Regions from separate parts of the Mus musculus genome. Here all the other regions are linked to region 3. Evidence: chromatin contacts called from public Hi-C, HiCAR-type, HiChIP or PLAC-seq and promoter capture Hi-C data. All regions are on one chromosome and are shown on one strand. Each heading gives the region's core, a stretch centred on a gene start, on an enhancer-like site or on the middle of the called end of the contact. The rest is flanking DNA. Distances are from core to core; before and after follow the strand shown.

Region 1 (2,700 bases), core at 120-2,619, 990 kb after region 3:
AGCATTGCATCCAAGGGGCTGGGGAGATGACTTAACTGGTAAAGTGCTTCCCTTGCAAGCAAGTGGACCTGATTTCAGTCTTTAGAACCCACTTTAAAAAGCCTATGTTTTGGTGGTATGCATTTGTGATCCCAGCGGTAGGGGGGTAGACATGAGGATCCCTGGGATTTGCTGACCAGCTCATCTAGCCTAGCTGGCAAATTCTAAGTCAGTGACAGACCCTGTCCTTTCACACACATAAATAAATAAATAAATAAATAAATAAATAAATAAATAAATAAACTGGACAACACCAGAAAGACTATCCTATCCCCTGGCCTCCATGTGAACGTGTACACACAAACATGCACACACACACACACACACACACACAAAGATTCGCATACAAATTCTGCAATAAAGCAGAGGAGCTAGGATGATTAGAACAGACTGCCCCCTCAAGATTTATAGAAGGAGCTGGGCAGTGGTGGCACACGCCTTTAATCCCAGCCCTTGGAAGGCAGAGGCAGGCAGATTTCTGAGTTTGAGGCCAATCTGGTCTACAGAGTAAGTTCCAGGACAGCCAGGGCTGCACAGAGAAACCCTGTCTTGGAAGAAAAAAAAATTTTTTTTTACAGAAGGAACACTCCTACCAGGACCTTGATCTTGGACTTTAGCCTCTAGAGCTTCAAGAGGACAGTTTCTACTCTTAAGGTACCTGGCATGTGATCCCTGCCTAGGATAGACCCAGCAATCCAACACACATGGGAAGTCAGAGCTGGGGGATGACATCAAGAAATCAGACTGCTCTGCAGCAGGACTTAATTTGATGGGTGGACTATATATAGGTTCCAAAGCCAATTGCCAATGGAAAAACTGAAAATGACAGCCATTTTCATGAAATTCTCCTCATTGACTTTCTTCTCAGCAGTTGCTGGAAGAGAGAAGTCATAAACTAGAGGAAATGCCATTATTAACATCATTATCAGCAGCTCACTTATACAGATCTTAGTGAGAATTAGACTTTAATGTTTCCTCCCAGTATGTGCAGGGTGCTGGCTATACCCAGCTAATGCAAGACAACAAAGCTGGTTAAGCCCTTGTGTGATTTATTTTTGCTCCTATGGAAAGTTGACACTTTATTCATTAAACTACTCCCTTTACCACATTTCTAAATCATTCCTTTCCACTCTGATTCCGTCTAGTTTTCATTCCGGAGTTTCAGCTAGAATGGCTTTCATAATGAATTCTTTTTTTACCTGACAAGGCAAGTTAAAACCTCCACCCACTGAACATTTAAAAGAGAAATTCAGCTCCTTTTTGTCAGGCTGTTTATCATATCTCGAAAATACTCAAATCCATTTGCTTTGGAAAAGGTTTGTCTTTCTATGACAGCCATATAAAAGGGTTTTATTACAGTGCTCTATTCACTGGGGCTGCTCTGCCTGAAGATAAAAAGGAATTCATTTTCTGGGATTTCCTTGAATTGTCTGCTCTGTAGTTTGCTTCTATTATCAAAGTTCTTAACCCAAGAAGAATGGAGAGGAGGGAGAGTTTAAACTAATACACAATATCAGGCTAGAGTATGGAGTAACATAGAAATTGAAATTTCCAAAATAAAATCTGACTTTAAATGTAAATAATATATGAAAGCAAAAAACACTGTTAACCATTGCTGGATTTACATGGAATATAGAACCATGCATGACTCTCCAATATCAAATTAATGTCAGCATTACTCTTTATACTCCAACCTGTCCTGTAAGGTGTGGTGCTTTTGTGGGCATCATCTGGGATTTTAAGGAGAAGCAGATGGCCTTTGGCAGGTCTAGGTAGTGCCTGAGGCTGTGCATTCCTCCCAGATCACTGTTGTGGGAATGCTTCAAGTCAAAGAGAACACATTGAGTGGCAAAAGGAAGCCGCTTAAAAAACCAAAGTATGTACTCCAAACCTTGAACACATTAGCTTCTCCCTAACCCCCAACTAACTGTCTGGAGCTAATATGAGAAGCTGAGGTCCTGGCATCATACCAACTGCACCCATTCCATGCATTCACTGTTGGGCAGGGCATGTCTGACAGGCTAATGGGGAGTCTATGTCTGATTTCTGACCTCAGCCATCTTTCAGGGCTCATGCAAAATAATAATGCATTTGGGAAAGTCTCCAGCATGAAGTTAATGAGCTATATACACACCAAAAGATGCATGAATGGAAGAAAAAAACATATAGCATAAAGTCTTATGTGCAGGAAAGATTGCAGAGGGGACAGGCACCAGAGCAACTGTTGCAGTTTGCAGTTTAGGAAGTATTAGGAGACTTACCAGGTATTAATGGGCTGCTGCTCTCAAACCATAGACATTGACAAAAGAGCGCAAAGTGGGAACAGGAAGGCCCAGAGGCTCTCAGCAACAACTTAGTAGAAACATGAACAGGGATAGAGATTATTCATTACACACCTAGAGGCATGAGCAGAGGTACTCATTCCCAACTGGTATATACTCAGGAAGCTTAAAGAAATTTGCATTGCACATGGGGTGCTAGACAGTGAAATATGGATGAGTCACTGCAAGCTTATCTCTATGGCCAGAAAGCAATGCAAATACAAATGGCTTTTAAATGTGAGCCATCTTTCAGTCACAGACCGCCCTTGTTTCATATACCAGTGAGGTAGTCCAGCCACAGGCATGGAAATTAAGTATTCTATGGAAAAAACAGTAGACT
Region 2 (2,700 bases), core at 27-2,526, 560 kb after region 3:
CCGTCAGGGTCTTCTGGTGAGCTCTGGCCCCCTGCAATGCTATCCAGGTCTTTGTAAATGACACACTTCACAGACCACCAGTATGATTTACTGTTAAAACTAAGATATCCCTGCAAGAGAAATGGGGCCCCTATTAATAATCATACTGAGATAAGCAAGACAACTAGGTCTGCCCAGGGCTAATAGGGATGCTTGGCCTCCCATTCCTCAGCTTTTTCTTAATATATATTAAATAAACACATATTTCTCCTTGAATAAACATATCTAGTAAAATAAAACTTAATATTTTGTCTTTCACTTTAATTGATGACCAATGTTTAGGAAAAAAAAATATTTTAAAATTCAAGGTTTCTGCACCTTTTAACAATGTCCCTGAAGACTTTAATTATTTTATCTAGTACCCATCATTATAAATAGCCTCAAAATAAATCCCCATAAAAAATGAATCCTGGAAAAAAATCACTGCTGAGTTTTTCTTTTTCCACTTCTAAGAATTAAGCTTAGGGTCCTGGTCAATGGGACAAGACCTCTACACAGAGCTTGATATTCGGCCCTCTTTTAACTTTTAAAAATGTATTCTCGTTTGTATTGATGGAACATACACACATTCTGCAGATGTACTCACAGAAGCCAGATGAGGGAATTAGATTCCTGGAGCTAGAGGCACAGGTAGCTGTGGCATGTCCTTCGGTTCTGGTATCTAAATTCTTATCCTCTGGAGGAGCATCCAATGCTTTTAACCTCTAAACTAACTCTCCATGCCCTACCCTCAAGTCTTACTGAGGCAAGGACTCACTCAGTTGCCCAAGCTGACCTTGAACTTGCAGTCCTCCTCTTTGAATCTCCTAAGTGGCTCCTAAGATTAGAAAGGGGCACAAGAAGCTCGAGCAGCATCTATTTCAAGGAACTAGAAGTTGGTTTTCTTTTGCAAGATAATGAAAGCTCAGTAGGGCATCACTCTAGCCTCCCACTTAACATCAGCAGCCACAGATAGCACAGTGTCCTCCTGTCTAAACTTCCCCAGTTTCACCTTTCCCCTGCAGTATTTATTGAGCTTCTCATACATGCTGCTGTTATGCTGGGGATGCAACAGAGATACTACACAGCTTTGCCCCTTGTCTCCTCTCGGCTCTTGAGCATTTTCTGGCTCTTAATGTGGCCTTAGGCACTTTACTTACAGGAGACCTTGAATTTTTACAGGAGCAAAAGGAGAAAACACAAATGTAATGAAGTACAACAGGCCAGCATATTAGATTGGGCTGTGGTATGCTTGTTGCAAAAGGCTCAGAGATCACTTAGGGAACTGAGGGCCCTGATGCTCTCCTGCCAGGCTTCCATTCAGAAAGTAACTTTTAAGCTAAATTTCATATCTTTATTAATAGTAGTAGAGGTATTTGAACAAATAAAGCATATGAGGATGTTGTCAAAATCACGAAGTGCACAAGTGCTGTCAATTTTCCATGAAAAAGAAAAGTCATGAGTTGATGTGGAGTGGCTTTGGACTAGGCTGATTCTTGAGTACAAATTAGTCTATTTTCTTTGCAAGACAAGAAAATTATGACTATTATTGATGGCTATTCTTTGTTGTTAACTTGACCACATCTGGAATTAACTAAAACCCAAATGATCAGAAACACATGTGAGGTATTTTTTCTTCATAAAATCATTTGGTGTTGGAAGGCCCCTTTCTAATACAGATCTTTGAGGTAGAAGATGATAAAACTTCAATCCAAATCTTTTGAAGTGGGAAGATCCACCTTTAATCTGAACCACACCTTCTGATGGCAGCCTATAATAAAAAGGACATGGAATAAGGAAGCTCTTTTTGTCTGTTTTCTCTTACCCTATCTTCATTGGCATTGGAGCTTACTTCCTTAGGATTCCAGTGTGTGTGTGTGTGTGTGTGTGTGTGTGTGTGTGTGTGTGTGTATAATGAAGACCAGCTGGGATATCCAGCCTCATGGATTAAACACTGGATTTTTAGATTTTCCATTCATAGGCAGTCATTGCTGAGTTAGTGGCCTGTAAGCCACTCTAATAAAATTCCCATTATGTATAATATATGTAATATATCATATATAATTTCCCTTATATATTCATATGTATGCATATTTATACACATAGGTATCTATCTATAGGTAGATAGATAGGCAGACAGACAGACATTCATTCTGATCAGTTCTCTTCCTGTAGATAACTTTGACTAATACAATTTCTTTTAAATGACATGTCTGGTCATAAGAAAATAAACTCAGAAGTAATCTTAGAAACATTTAAAGAAGTTGAAGTCGGCTTCCCAACCAAGAACGGGGCAAGAGAAGTTGACCAGAAAGCACTCTGATACGAGGCACACTCTCATCATCAACCACAAAACCATGTCTTTTTCTTCTCTTAAAAGGTCCTTGTGTTAAAGGAAGTGATTCAAAGGAAAACAGTTGTAATCTTTGAACCTGAAGAAGGAGTAAAGTTGGTAGGGATGAGTAGAGACTAACACTGTAATGAGATAGGAAGGGATTGAGAGGGATAGAGGATGAGAAAGCTGGCCTTAGCCACTGTATGGAACATTTCTGTAGCTGCAGATAGAAATGAATATGAAGCCAGGGACATGAAGAACTGGGCCAATGTATGTCATAGAGGGAATCAAAATACCATGGTGGGATCTTGAGTCCCATGACTTTCACCAGCTATGTTGCTACATCA
Region 3 (2,700 bases), core at 125-2,624:
CTCTGTCTCTCTCTCTGTCTCTCTCTGTCTCTCTGTCTGTCTCTGTCTCTGCCTGTCTCTGTCTCTCTGTCTCTGTGTATGTGTGTTTGTGCATGTGTGCGTGTGTGTGTGTGTGTGTGTATGGGTATGTGTTTGTGTGAGAAAATCACAGAGCTTTTTATGGTGTGGCTTGAGGTCTGGAGTAGTATTTACCTACAAAATAGTTATTATGTATTTTTAATTCATCCTACATGATAACAAAATAGTGGCTAATACTGAAATGTCCCTGTCCCTTTATAAATGGACATTACAGAAGAAAATGGGTCCATAATTCATTCAGTTTCTAAATCCAAGAGAACATCGGTGAGCATTAGAAGAGTATGTGCCTGCCTGGTTCTGTAGCACCATACAGCACCGAACTACATGACGCATGCTTTTGCTTTATGTAGGAAATACATACTCATTTTCTTAAAGCCAGAAACTACTTAACCATTCATTCTCTGAAATTCATCTGCTAATATCTAGACTCTCTAATTTTTCATCCTTATCTGTTGCAATTTTACATTTTCCAAAAGTAAAAATATGGAAATCGAACTTAGCTGATGCCTGGGGCAGTGTGTGTGTGTTTGTGTGTGTGTGAGTCAGGAGGCAGGGTACAAACTGTGAGCAGCAGAAATGGTTTGTAAGCCTTTAATGAGTTGTGCTTTGGAGTTGTTGTGTTTTGGGTTTTGTTTTTCTACCTTTTTGAGGGTTGTGGGTTGTGGGTTATAGTTGGGATGGGGGTGGAGGTGGGTCATGGGGGAAAGTTCCAAGGAGAATCTTAACACTAACTTGTTACAATTATTTTTGTCGTTTTTGAATTGCAATCTTCATTATCTGGAGACCTATGGGCACTGTGAATACTTGAAGGGGATGTATAAACTTTCTCATTTTTCTCGACTCTCATCTTTCTATTGACCCAATTTTCACAAGTAAGAAAAGGCTCAATATGCCCATTAAACCTTCATCGAATTTTCTTTAGAAAATTACAGCGAAGAAAAGGAGAAGGAAAGGGAAAGGGAGACAGAAGGGTGGTGGGGAGAGGAGAGGGTGTTGAGAAGGGGAAAGAAGGAGAGAGAAAATGAAAGAGCACTAAGGTTTGCAGAGGCAGGTTCTCAGGACAGCCACAGAGTGGAGCTGCTGGCTCCCACTGGCTCTGGGAGCTGCCAATCCCAGTGTAATCCCGTAAGAATTTCTCCCTGGTTTTATCATGGAGTCCTGGCAACCTCCTTTCCCCCAGTAGCTGGGAGGAACCTTGAGGGCCAGGCTAAGAAGGGAGGGAAGGTAGGGGCGGTTGAAGCGGAGGCTGAGCAGGACCAAGACCAGGACCAGGGAGAGGACACGGAGGGGTGTGGGGTGAGATCGAGGGGGAGGACCCAGGAGGAGGCGGCGCGTAGAAGGAGGGGCGCTGCAGCCAAGCCACCAGTCTAGCTGTAGAGTGCTGTACTCCAGATACTCCTGGAGCTCCAGCCCCTCAGACCGCGCGTCCCCGCCGCCGTTCGCCTTTCGGCATCCTAAACTTGAGCGGCAGCTCGGTTTCAACCCATCGACTGCTTGCTTCAAATCAGACAGCATTGCGACCCAGACACCGGAGTCCGCCGAGTGAAAGCACAACGCTGCCCTGTAGGACCAGACCAAGAAAACAGCCTCGCGAAGCAGCAACTCTGGGTTGGGAGTACAGAAGCCAACAAGTGAGAAGGCGCCGCGTTTCCGGGGCGCAGGGAGAACGCTAGAGCAGGCGCCAGAGAAGACAGCTAGAGCTCGGAATCGGAGCCCAAACCTCTCTCCTGGAGGCGGCTCAGCTTCTTTTTTTTCTAGGCCCTCTTAGGCTTGCTCTGGGCTTCCTTTTATCCGGGTAGGAGCCACATCCCTGGGGAATATGCAGCGCGCGTGGATCCTGCTCACCTTGGGCTTGATGGCCTGTGTGTCCGCAGAGACGGTGAGTGGGCCCAGCCGGGGAAGTGCACTGTTAAGAGTGCCCGGGCAAATAGAAGAGCCAGAGGGTAATTGGGGGATGCTACCTGGGGGATCTGCCAACCCTGAACGTGGGGCTGCCTAGGTTCTACTGAAACAAATGAGCTTGCTTTTCAACCACTTGCCCCTGGGCTCTTCCTTTTCCCTCTTGCACAATTGAGCTGCTACAGGGAGTTACCCAAGCCATGTCTTCAGGGGGTGGGAGCACAAGACTTGGAGGTTAGGGACCCCACAGGTCCTTAAAGTCATTTCCAGCTTTCTGCCTTGGGGGATTTTATGGTGTAGTCTAGGAAGGACAGAGGGCTAAAAGTTGCAGGTTACTAGAGCACCACTGCGGGCCAGGAAAGGATCCAGTAAGCTCTGTGTACTGGACAAACCCCAGGGGTGAGTTGGAAACTTTGGGGAGGATCTGTTCCTCTGCACACATCCCCCTACTCCAGGCTTTGAGCTTGACTGAAGGCAAGTTTAGGGAGATAGGGTCCATATTAAGGAAACCGAGAGTATCAGGAGTGAAAGTTTCTAAAAGTGCATTTGTTTAATGCTCCCTGTGGCTGTGGCAAGGGGCCCACACTAAGTGGAGATGCAGTCGGTGGTCTATTTGGAGGCTCCTGGCTTCATGGAGCTTTTGGGAACAGGCCTGGGCTCTCTGGTTTCTGGGATCTTCCAGGAACGGTCCTTGTGGAGCAAAGCTGTTGGAGAGAGATGGAA
Region 4 (2,700 bases), core at 97-2,596, 680 kb before region 3:
TTTCAAAAATGGTTTCGCCTAATTCTTTCATTTGAAGGTGACAGACACAACAAATTGGTGGCAACTTGTGCTTCTATTCACCTCCTCTTGAATCTCTGTGGTCCTGGATGAGCGGTGACACATTCCAGCTATTACCCGGTCCCTGTTTAGCATCATGGAACCCTCACAGAGGCCCCGAACTGTCACCGGCGCCCCTATCCCCTACCAGGGCACATTTGCAACCTGCCAATACCAGGATGTGATTGTGGCAAATGGGAACATCCTTAGGTCTTGCAGCTAAGAAACTCATTGATGAGGTTCCTTATGCAAAAGCACCCGAGGCCACCAACAAGGCCCGATATGGGAGGAAAACCTGAAGACATCGTTCCTTTACCCTATCCTGAGGGAAAAGGATCGCCAAGCATGGCTGTAGGGGCAGGGATCCACGGTTTCTGACTTTATCCTGTAATTTCCCCTCTTCACAACCTTGTATGTTGTTTAGAACTTGGTGAGTTGATCACTTCCTTAGAAGGAGAACTGAACAACGCGTCAATAAAGCTGCCTTCCCAAGGCATTTACTTTGCGTTCCAAGATAAACTTTTTGCCCCCATGCTCACTCAGTAAACTCCCAAGATACTTGCGGAGTACCAATTAGCCCAGCTGTTTCTGTCCATGAGGTAACCCTCTCCTAATTCCCATTAGGGCTACTTGGGAACCTCTTGCTCTATTTCCTTGGATGGCAGATTTATTCATTTCTCTGATCTATCCTTTTCAAGAACTGAGAGCCTTGCTGGGCCCAGCTCGCCTGTAAGAATCCGCGGCGGGCCCCTCACCACCCCCAAAGCACACCCCAGTCTTCTTATGATGACACAGAAGAACTGAATCTTAAACTTCCACTTTCTTCCCACCCGCGATCCGCCGGGGGCACGCACTTACCTGGAGCTTAGGCAGGCCTAGCAGACGCCACGTCTCTGGTTTGGGTTGAACTGCCTCCAGCCCTTTATACAGCCCATCCTGCAAAGTAGCCACGTAGGAGCCACCGGGCAAGGGGCGGGTAGCCAAAGAAGGTCTCTTCCAGGCGAGGAAGGGAGTTCGAAAAAAGTCACCAGTTGGGTGAGCTTGCACTCTGGTGGCACAAATAGAACTCCTGGGGTGTGTAGAGAGCCCCCTGGGGAGTGTTTGGGGGTCCCATCTCGGGAAGAGGCGGGGCTAGAGGAGGGGCCTGGGAAGGTCAGGGGTGGGTGGGGCGCTCAGTTTGCACGCGGGAGGGGCGGAGTAGGGGAGGTGCGGCGGAGGGGGCGGGGCGGGGGCGGGGCGAGGCGAGGCGGTCCTGTGCTCCCCGCCCCGAGCTCTGGGCCCGCTCACCCAGCGCTGGTCTACTCGCTAGGAAGGCGGCGTCAGCAGCGGCTGCTCACGCTGTGCCCACTCCCGCGCGCGCTGCGCTCCCGCCGCGGGTGGGCTCCTCAGCCCTTGGCTGACGGTGGCCCCAGCCTTGTGGCGACCTCTGTATCCCACCTTCCCACTGCGGGGGCGTCCCGGCACGTGCAATCCTTTTTGGGGGTGTTCTTGGTTCCCACGCGCAGCTACTAAGCAGAGGGTACCCAACTTTGCCACCTCACCGGTCGCCCTCTCTCGGCGCGAGCCTGTCCACTCAGCTGCACAACTGGAGACTCCGGCAGACTAGCTGGTCCCCAGCCTGGCGCGCTGCGAGAGGAGGATAGCTCTGGAGAAGTGGCGGGGTGCAGTGGTGGCGGCTGCCTCGACTTCCCTCGTAGTACACTGAAGAGGACCCTTGGAGCAGCTCCGGGCCCCGGGGCGCTGGATGACTAGCAGGAGGAACGCGCCCGGCATCTGGTGAGCTCTCTCCCCGCAGAGTCCCTGAGTGTCATAGCTGAGACCCTGCACGTGTGAACTGGACTCGGCACTGGTCCATTTGCGGGTGGTGTAAGTCTCTGGTAGGGTCACTCTGCAGACACCTGGGTGGGGACAACCTGGCAGAGGCGCGTGCAGGACTACCATCAAAGCGGGGGCGGTCGCAGTGGAGATAGTGCACGGGCTGGAAGTTTGTGTCTTAGCCTTTCCCTGGATACGAGCGTGGATTGAGAAGGTCCGGGTGTGCGACCGGTCAGTGGGCAAGCCTGCACCTCGGCCAGCACCTTTCAGGTACCCGTGGAGATCTGTGTGCGTAATCCGCGCTAGGCCAGGCTTGCTTGGTGGGATCTGGAACCGGGATTGGTGGTCGGAATCGCCTACCTCCCTGCACGGTGGACTAGGGGACATTTATTTTCCTGCTCTCTGCACAGGGGCTCTGCGGTGTTCGTGAAAATCTGGGGTTAGTGGGACCAGGGCACAACTCCGCCAGGGTGTTTTGCTGAGGAAGACTAAGGCAGGGATGGCGAAGCCTGGGGCTTCAGCAGGATGAGCTCCAATCGCAGAGCCCCCGTCTGCGGGCAGCCCAGCCGCACGCATTTCATACCCGGGTTCACGGTCTGGGGCCAGGAGAAGATCGGTGCTCAGGATATTCCGAGGAACTGTTGGAGGGGAGTGATCTCCGGCGATCGCCCTTGGAATTGGGCCCAGAGCGGGTAGGTCCCGGTCCCGGTACCCCTCACCTCCCGCCCCGGGCTTTGGCGGGAAGCGCTTTCACGTCCTTTTTTGTTGTTTGTACCTGGATGCGGTTGCCTTGAGTTGGGTTTTAACTTTCCTGCGCCTGCGGCGTCC
Region 5 (2,700 bases), core at 9-2,508, 840 kb after region 3:
TCTGCTCTAGCAAAACATCACATGCCCCTTTTCCAGGCTGCCTCCATAATAACACCACATGTCTATCATATGATAGTTTCCAGAAAAAGATCACATGACACAACTGAGTCTCCAAAGAAACCAGAAATTTCTACTTCATATAACTGTTATGAAAAAGATATGGGGTGGGGTCCAGGGTATAGTTCTGTAGATGATCCTTATTTTTATCTAAGTCCTGCTAACGCTAGCTATTTAGCAAGGACATTACAATATCCTGAGAGCTACGTGAGCTATGTTTTCTAAACTCATGTCATGGCACATGGTAAATCCATTCATGGTAATCCAATGACCCTCCCACTGCACTCAATTTGAAAAAGGCTAGAAAACATATGTCTATCATGTATTTTGGATGTGTTTTGAAAGGTCTAGGTACAGTAGGATAGAGTCTTAGCATTTGCAGCCCCAAAGAGACTGATCTTGTCCTTTCCTGTCTTCTACTTCTTGTGAGGCCAACATTGCTGCTGGCCAGAGCCTGCTAGTGTGTTTCACATGATGCAGACCTGGTTCCTTGGGAATTAACACAGCTGAATACACAACCAGAATCCCTCTGAAGAGCCTCTGTTTCCTTTAGCCAGTAAACATGTTTACTGCCATCTCAATGATTACAAAACAAACTCACGGAGCCAAAACTAAGCAACAACATAGTATAAAAACAAAAGCACAATGTCCCTACTTGCTGAAAGTACATCTAAAAAAGTACATGTTTTCCATTTGTAAACCTGCAAAATGCTACCAAGGCGATAGAGACACAAGAAAAATAAAGCATTATATTCTTGGGGGCAGGTGAAAATACTGTTTTTTACAGATAATTTTAAAAGTAAAATTTGTTGAAATATAGATTTTACGTGAAATTTATTCATGAATTTTATGTCATAAACATATTTTATGAACTGGAGTTACATCAAAAAATTCCTGGATGAATAATTAATAATAATTAAGAGAAAGTATTTTAAACCAGTTTCTACCAACATTTCTAACAGCTAACAATTTTGGCATTCTCAGTTACAAAGTACTTCATATTCAGGATATCATTGATCTTCATAGCAATTCAATAGATAATTAAGACAATAACTCCTGTTTGGCACATGAGAATACTGAGGCCAGAGCAGTATGAGCCTTTGGCCTGAGTTACAGGCGATGAGGATCTGCAAACGAACATCTGGGATGGTTGCTTACTCTGTATCCGGAATTCCTTTTACTCCCTCGAGTCTCCTGGGAAAAGTGCCAGATAACGCAATAAGATAAGGTCTTCTTCCCAGGCCCATGCAAGGGGAGGGTAAACAGCTTTAGAACTCATGCAGTGCTGTTGAGTGGTTAGCACACCTGGCATGGGTGTGGCTTGGAAAGGCAGAGCCTAGAGGACTGAGTGTCCTGAGGACTTTTTTCTGCTGTTGTAGGAGATTCCCTCTGCTTGTTGTCCTCGTGGTCATCACATCTCTCATAATCTATGACTTGTATGAAAGCTCTAAGGGGACTTTCAGGCCCTCACGAGGCAGCACCATTGGCACTTACAATAATAGTGATTGACCTTTTGCAAGTATTATTTACGGAACAGATAAATGATTCAACCCTCAGGAAGAACTTAGAGATACCAATTGTTAGTAAAGTTAAGTTAAGATGGTTTTGTTAGAGGCTTTTATGTAGAAAATCTTGGGGAACAATTTAAAGCCCAGAAAGGCACACTCTTGATAGTTGAGCAAGGGATTCTTTGAGGTCAGGGAACAAAAATGATGACAGACTGGCTGATGTGCTTTTATTGCCAAAGCTGGGCTGGTGATCAATGTGATGATTAATTTTTTGTACCCATTTTACCCTCAGCTTCCTAATATGATTCAATAAAAAAAAATGTTAGTGAGTAGGTAAGCACCCTGAAGATTTAAAGTAGAAACAACTGATTATTTTTATATAAAAGTTTACATTGGTGATTTTTCTTAAGATTTTTATAAGATTACTTTTTAAGATAAAAATAAAACGATTGATCCTATTTTTTTTTTGTAACCACAAATTTCAGCCTGCCAGTAAAATAACTGGCTGAGAAAAATACTTTGCTTGCCTACACTTTGCTAATCTATAACAAGTTTTTTAAACATGAACATATATGAGTCCTTAGGGATAATTTGGATTTTTTTACTCTAAGATGTGAAAAGTTTAATCATGTAAGGGTATTGGGGAACATGCTATTTTTCATGTATACTTATTGTAATCATTCTATTAAAGAAAAAATAGAATGTAATCACATATTTTTATACTGATTGAGAGATTTTGTTGAGGAATATAAGCTATGGGAGAAAAAATAAAGGTGTTGGAGCCTTACTTCCTTCAACAGGTGTATGTATATGCCTGCTTTACATTAATTTCTAGCCCCACATCTCCTCCTTAGATCACTGAACACACCACCAGAGTTGGCCTCTTGACAGTCTTCACATTCATTTGATTATTCATGCATTTAATTAACTCATTGATTACTTTTTAAAATAAATAATAAAATGATTGATCTTTTCTTTGTGGTTTCTTTGTGGTTTCAAAATACACAAATGAAACATCATTTCTATTCTCTACTGCTTTGGGAGATACTGAAGACACTCTCTCACACTTCTCCAGTTGACTATGAATTGAATGACCATGGCAGTGTTCTATTGCTGTGAAGAGACACCATGACCA

Evidence for each region. Promoter capture Hi-C pulls out the DNA fragments that hold promoters and counts their contacts. Hi-C and Micro-C count contacts between places; a contact is called where the count stands out from the background. HiCAR-type assays count read pairs that join an accessible place to other places. HiChIP or PLAC-seq counts read pairs in DNA pulled down with a chosen protein or histone mark.
Region 1: a Hi-C map of cortical neurons shows a contact between it and region 3, with 2.2 times the contacts expected there. The contact joins the enhancer-like site here to the promoter of Sdc2 in region 3. A contact is called at or near these places in 8 of 39 promoter capture datasets (the 3T3-L1 cell line, 3T3-L1-derived adipocytes, the C10 cell line and 4 more), 1 of 15 datasets of contacts at CTCF or cohesin (the NIH/3T3 cell line), 4 of 484 Hi-C or Micro-C datasets (adipose-derived mesenchymal stem cells, cortical neurons and forebrain) and 2 of 115 datasets of contacts at active chromatin or transcription factors (fibro-adipogenic progenitors and neural progenitor cells).
Region 2: a contact with region 3 is called in a promoter capture Hi-C map of cranial neural crest. The contact joins the enhancer-like site here to the promoter of Sdc2 in region 3. A contact is called at or near these places in 9 of 39 promoter capture datasets (the 3T3-L1 cell line, cranial neural crest, frontonasal cranial neural crest and 4 more), 1 of 15 datasets of contacts at CTCF or cohesin (the NIH/3T3 cell line), 1 of 484 Hi-C or Micro-C datasets (cerebral cortex) and 1 of 115 datasets of contacts at active chromatin or transcription factors (fibro-adipogenic progenitors).
Region 4: an H3K4me3 HiChIP or PLAC-seq map of stem cell-derived neural progenitor cells shows a contact between it and region 3, with 4 times the contacts expected there. The contact joins the promoter of Sema5a here to the promoter of Sdc2 in region 3. A contact is called at or near these places in 2 of 484 Hi-C or Micro-C datasets (embryonic stem cells and muscle stem cells) and 2 of 115 datasets of contacts at active chromatin or transcription factors (embryonic stem cells and stem cell-derived neural progenitor cells).
Region 5: a HiCAR-type map of fibro-adipogenic progenitors shows a contact between it and region 3, with 4 times the contacts expected there. The contact joins the enhancer-like site here to the promoter of Sdc2 in region 3. A contact is called at or near these places in 7 of 39 promoter capture datasets (the 3T3-L1 cell line, 3T3-L1-derived adipocytes, the C10 cell line and 3 more) and 1 of 115 datasets of contacts at active chromatin or transcription factors (fibro-adipogenic progenitors).

The regions. Positions count from the first base shown.
Region 1 is chr15:33,913,697-33,916,396 of GRCm38.p6, forward strand. No RefSeq gene overlaps it. Among named protein-coding and RNA genes, the nearest start is that of Gm41290, 120 kb to the right of the region's middle. Within about 2 kb of position 1,370, at least 4 of the 459 cell types and tissues checked have an H3K27ac peak or open chromatin away from gene starts, as enhancers often do. A contact at or near this core is called in cortical neurons, where this site is marked.
Region 2 is chr15:33,482,930-33,485,629 of GRCm38.p6, forward strand. All of the region lies in intron 6 of Cpq (carboxypeptidase Q), which reads left to right. Among named protein-coding and RNA genes, the nearest start is that of 4930592A05Rik, 170 kb to the right of the region's middle. Within about 2 kb of position 1,277, at least 3 of the 459 cell types and tissues checked have an H3K27ac peak or open chromatin away from gene starts, as enhancers often do.
Region 3 is chr15:32,919,349-32,922,048 of GRCm38.p6, forward strand. It overlaps Sdc2 (syndecan 2), which reads left to right and starts at 1,375. Exons shown (of 5, transcript NM_008304.2): 1 at 1,375-1,957. The coding sequence starts at 1,898.
Region 4 is chr15:32,243,467-32,246,166 of GRCm38.p6, forward strand. It overlaps Sema5a (sema domain, seven thrombospondin repeats (type 1 and type 1-like), transmembrane domain (TM) and short cytoplasmic domain, (semaphorin) 5A), which reads left to right and starts at 1,347. Exons shown (of 23, transcript NM_009154.2): 1 at 1,347-1,833. Snhg18 (small nucleolar RNA host gene 18) reads right to left here and starts at 1,196. Exons shown (of 2, transcript NR_038186.1): 1 at 916-1,196.
Region 5 is chr15:33,758,418-33,761,117 of GRCm38.p6, forward strand. No RefSeq gene overlaps it. Among named protein-coding and RNA genes, the nearest start is that of Tspyl5, 72 kb to the left of the region's middle. Within about 2 kb of position 1,259, at least 13 of the 459 cell types and tissues checked have an H3K27ac peak or open chromatin away from gene starts, as enhancers often do. A contact at or near this core is called in fibro-adipogenic progenitors, where this site is marked.